Regions from separate parts of the Mus musculus genome. Here region 2 is linked to region 1. The links are chromatin contacts, called in public HiChIP or PLAC-seq maps. All regions are on one chromosome and are shown on one strand. The core of a region is the stretch at or near the end of the contact, and the rest is flanking DNA. Distances in the headings are between cores, read along the strand shown.

Region 1 (2,623 bases), core at 50-2,549:
TTCAGGGTCTGAGCACACTTTCCAAATGTGTGGCGTGGCTCTGCAGTATTATATAGGGATTCTGGGGTTCCACCACAGTCCCCTGACTGGAATCTGGGGTATATTACAGGGAGTCTGGGTCCCATTGCAGTTCCCTGAATGGAGCGTATGGTATTATTGGAGTAGTTCCGGGGTGTGGGGTCCCACGAAAATTCCCTAACTGAAGTCTGTGGTGTGGTGGAGACTCTGGGGTGTAGGGTCCCAGAACACTTCTGTAATTGGAGTTCTGTGGTATCAGAGTCTATGGTGTGGTGGGAGGACAAGTGTGAAATGGGCTCACACTGTCCTGAATGAGTCTGTGGCGTGGTGAGATACCCACTGTGTAAAACTGTGCGCATGTCCCTGACTAGAGTTCCATGGTACTAGGATTCTGGGGTGTTCGGGTCCCAGCACATTTCCCTGACTGGAGTCTGTGGTGTGGTGGGGAGTCCAGGAGTGAGCTGGAAGCACACTTCTCTGACTGGAGGCTGTGGTGTGGTGGGGATTCTGAGGCGTGGGGTCCCAGCACACTTCACTGATTGGAGTTCTGTGATTCAGAGTCTATGGTATGGTGAGGGGACGAGTATGAGATGGGCTTATACTACCCTGGCTGGAGACTGTGGGTGTGTAAGGGGTCGGGGAGTCCGGGTGTGAGCTGGGAGCACACTTCCCTGGCTGCAGGCTGTGGAGGGAAGTCTGGATGTGAGCTGGGAACACACTTCCCTAACTGGAGTCTGGGGGGGGGGGTGCTGGGGGGGGTAGACCGGGTGTGAACTGGGAGCACATCTCCCTGACTGGAGACTGTGGTGTGAAGGAGAGACCGGGTGTGAGCTGGGAGCACACTTCCCTGACTGGAGTCTGTGGAGGGGAGTCTGGGTGTGAGCTGGGAGCACACTTCCCTGACTGGAGTCTCTGGGGGAGTCCGAGCACACTTCCCTGACTGGAGTTCTGTGCTGTGGGGAGTCCGGGTGAGGGAACCGAGGACCCAGACGAGCCCTTCCTGTCACCCCGAAGCTGCTGCCCCCCACTCACTAGAGATCCCCGAGAACGCGGGCGCGGGTCGCAGAAGGAACCGCCCGCGGCTGGCTTACCTGAGGCGGAGGGCCGCCGAGCTCCACAAGTTGCAGTTCCGCCTCCCGGGACCCGCCCGGCTGCCAGATCGCCACTCTCGACGCGGCCGCCCCCGCGCCCTACACGGCGACAGGAGCCGGGGCCGGAGCACAGCGCCCGGCTGACATCACCGCCGCCCAGGTGCCGCCTCCCCTCGGTCCTCCTCGTCCCACCGCCCCGCCCCTCCCCCGGCGGGAACCAGCCCCAGGGGCGGAGGGGGCGGGGCCTCGCGCTTGCGGCCCGCTGATTGGCCGGGCGCGCGGTCACTCCGAGGCGGCGCCTGGTCTCCCACATTCCTGGCCGAGCCCAGCGGAGCTGGGAGTGGGCGTCGGTGGGGAGCGCGCCCGGTCCGCTGCGGTCCGTAGGGCGCGGATAAAGGGCTGCGCTGAGCCGGGCGGTCGCTCGCAGCTCTTCCCGGGTCAGAAGCGACGCTCATCCCGAAAGAACGCCTCTGTGTCGCGGACCGAGCGGACGTGGCGGGCGGGGAGCCCCGCGGATAAAGTAAAAGGCCCCGGAGGGGAAACTGAGGACTTACAGAGACTGAGCGGACGAGGATCCCAGAGGTGGCCACCCTAGTTCCGCGTGGTCATCTAGCGGCGCTCAACCACGTGGCTGCTTTTGCATTTAGTAACGAGACAAAAATAAAAATAAAAAGACACGCAAGCTTCCAGAGAAATAAAATGAACTCTCCAGAGGGAGGGGGTAAATGTTTTACTATTTATATTTTTTCGAGGTTTTCCCCCCCTCTCCCCCCCCCCGCTGTGACACATATCAAGGCTGGTCTTCAAATTGTTATCTTTTTACCTTAGCCTTCCTAATAGCTGAGGTTACAGGCCCACACTCAGCAATAACCTGCTTTTTAAAGATTTTTTATTATTATTTTTGTTGGAGTTTGTTGTTGTTGTTTGTCCTGTCGTGAAACTGTGTGTGGACCAGACTGGTCTTGAACAGCTATCTGCCTGCCTCCGCCTCAAACTATTCAAATCAAAGATGTGTACCACCACACCCAGCTATTTTTGTTATTTTGTTTAATTATGTGTAGTATGTGTGTGTACCCATGGAGGCTAGAAGCATTGAATTCTCCCAGTTGTGAGATAGGGGCTGTGGGCTGAACTCAAGTGTTTCTGCAAAAAGAGCAGAAGAGGTTAACTGTTTGGCCATCTCTTCAGGCCCTATGCTGAACTTTTTAAGTCCCATAAGGCTTCTGTTTTGATGCACAACTGAAAAGGGAGAACCCTCACAACTGAGTTCAAACCACATGATAATAATTACTGTTGAACCAATTGCAGTGACTGAGCTAACAATTAAGAATTAACTACTATTTACCCTCTGGTGGATATCAGCTGTGTAATCCTCTTGGCTGCAAAGTCAGGGAGATTCTCAGGAGCCCTTCTTTCAGTTTCCCCTGTCAGACCCAGAACTGAACTGAATAATGAAAAGCAGCTTTATGGATACAGAATATGATTAGTTTCTGTTAGCTTTTTGTTGGCTATGA
Region 2 (2,623 bases), core at 44-2,543, 910 kb before region 1:
TATTATTATTTTGTTTTGCTTTTGAGAGAGCATTTTCTTTCTTTTTTTCTTTTTTGTTTTTGGCTTTTAGGAGCATGTGAGAGATGCCTTGACAGCTGCTGCTGTGTTACACACACATGCCCAGTTTCCTCTGGTGTCTCTTGCCCACCCAAGAACACCTTTAGCAACTGTAAAGCCATATTTTTAAGTTTTTTATGTTAAAATTCTAACTTATTTTGGTACACATTTAAGCTATTCTTTAAAAAAAACATCATTACATTGATTTGTGTACACTGGCATGCATATGGAATCATTACATTTGTGAATGGCATGGCATGCGTATGGAGCTCAGAGGACACCCTTTAGGAGTCTCTTCTTTTTCTCCAACATGTGGATTCTCAGATTTGATAGTTCTTTCTTGCAGTTATTTGGGGTTAGAATTACAAAACATCCCATTCATAATGAAAGAGGTTATCTCTAGGACATGGCACATCAAGGTATGATTCATAATCGGCACATGGATGTCCACTATGATAGCTCAGCTTCTAGCTGCCTTTGCCTCAGCCTACTGCCCCAGAAAGCCTTCCCGTGCACCACAGAAAGAATCAGCCACTTCCTAACAGACTTCCACACTTCATGAAACCCTTTCCCATTGTGCACAGATCAGTGGATTGTCATCAGTTCCTCTGAAGGGCAAAGACCACACTGCTGGACATAGTGGGACCACGACAAAGAGTTGCTAGAGAGGCGGGCATTGGTTCGGAAAGCCCTGGAGTTTCTCTGTCAGGCAGTTTTCCCGATGAGATCATATCTAAGAGATGAGTAATGAGGTCAAACAGTTTGTGAACAAAGCAAAGGCTCATTGATTTCCTGCCAAGGCCATCAGATATCATGGGCACACACTTCATCTTTGTTTTTGCGATGAGATCTCCAATACCCAGGTGCCCTTGAACTCACTGTGTGGCTCAGGGTGATCGTGAGCTTAGGATCCTCCTGCTTCAATCTCTTGAGTGCTGGGATGGCAGGTGGTACCCATCACAACTGCCCCACTTTATATGAATCTGGGCTGCATGGAGCTAGGTGATGGCTCTACCGAATGAGCTACAGCCCAGCTCAGCCCATCACCTTATACACCTACTTATTTGATCACTTCTATACATCCTAACCATTGCCCGATCTGGTTTAGAAGCTCAAGCCAAAGAGAAACTTTCCATCTTGCTGAACTTCCCATCACACAGCTGACACTCTCTGTCCTGCTTGCTATGGGCTGGTGAGCGGCATTAATTTGGTTTCTCTACCATTTCTCAAGTCTCAACGTCTGCTGAATCAAGAGAGCCAGGGAGGAAGGGAAGGAAGGGACACACGCATGTGCTTGTATTCACCAAGCATCTCAGAAGTAATTTAATAGGGCTCAGGTTGCCTATGTCTTACTAATCAGTTTCATTCTGGGGGCTGTTTGCACAGCACTTCTAACACATTTCTAATAAATTAAAATGGGCTGAAGTGGTAAAATACACCGAAGATACAGTAAGCAGTCTGCAGACTGCACAGAGAGGCCATTATGCTAAGAGGAAGTAGGAAAAGCAATCGTAAAATTTTGAAAAATTATGCAATAACTGTGTGCTCATTGCCCATCTGTATCCATTACAATGATCTACTTCATAGACATATAAATAGAATGGGGAAGTCTCGGATCTGCCGTGTTCTAACTTCAGTGGGTGAAATTCAATTAGAGTCTTCAATAAAGGAAATCAGATGGATGCCAACATTTGTCTCTATGCCTCTTTATGAACTTTTAAAGTTACTCATTGCGTTTCTTTCCCATTCTTCCCGTTTTTCTTCTCAGAAAGCCTCTTTTGTGGCGAGACAAGAAAGGACAATTGCTTGGGTCTGCTGAGGAGGAGGGGTGGCACCATGCTTGGTGGGGGCATTAAGTTCCGCAATCCCACCTTCCCTGAGCACTCCACCAAGCTCCACCAGGACAACATCCTGTCGAATGTTTGCCAAAGAAAAGGACCACACAGATAAGACCGTAAAATTGCCAGGAACTCAGTACAGGTTTTACCACATGCTGATCAAAAGGGCTTAACCAAGATGGGTTTTAATCATATTTGGGCACTAGAGAGTTCTCAGGCTCAAAGACGTGGTTCTGTGTCTTGTTTCATTTTGGCAAAGCTCTCTTTTCTTCAATAACCCCAGAAAAACAAAGCAGACACAGCAAAGTCTTGATCAATTCTGTAGCTCTGCTCAAACCAAATAGACCACCTGGAGGGGTCTTTCTCTAAGCATCGGGTCTCTATATTTTTGTGATTATTTTTGAAATGTACATGCTTATTTAAACAATTGCCCTTTTTGAAACTAAGCCACTTTAAATTGTGCTGGGATTCATACAAATGAGAAAGTTAAAAAAAAAAAAAGAAGAAAGAAAGAAAGAAAAAGCTTAGCTGTGTCTGTTATTATTTTGTAATGCTCAATATCAAAATATGTAGCAAAACTTTTAAAAACCCTAAATGTGGAAGTTCTTGTTATAGCATGAAGAAACAGTGTGGCCTAGAGAACTATGGGAAATTAACAACCTTGCCCTGCAAAACAAAATACCCTGTGAGATAGCCTTGCCTTACTGGGCAGACAACACCTTGTTCTT

The links. HiChIP or PLAC-seq counts read pairs in DNA pulled down with a chosen protein or histone mark.
Region 2: a contact with region 1 is called in an H3K27ac HiChIP or PLAC-seq map of acute myeloid leukemia, with 11 times the contacts expected there. The contact joins the enhancer-like site here to the promoter of Ppfibp1 in region 1. A contact is called at or near these places in 3 of 39 promoter capture datasets (cranial neural crest and hippocampal neurons) and 4 of 115 datasets of contacts at active chromatin or transcription factors (T-cell acute lymphoblastic leukemia, acute myeloid leukemia, bone marrow-derived macrophages and 1 more).

What each region holds. Positions count from the first base shown.
Region 1 is chr6:146,887,170-146,889,792 of GRCm38.p6, reverse strand. Ppfibp1 (PTPRF interacting protein, binding protein 1 (liprin beta 1)) reads right to left here and starts at 1,299. Exons shown (of 31, transcript NM_001355728.1): 1 at 1,110-1,299.
Region 2 is chr6:147,798,186-147,800,808 of GRCm38.p6, reverse strand. No RefSeq gene overlaps it. Among named protein-coding and RNA genes, the nearest start is that of Gm15762, 79 kb to the right of the region's middle. Within about 2 kb of position 1,293, at least 31 of the 459 cell types and tissues checked have an H3K27ac peak or open chromatin away from gene starts, as enhancers often do. A contact at or near this core is called in acute myeloid leukemia and bone marrow-derived macrophages, where this site is marked.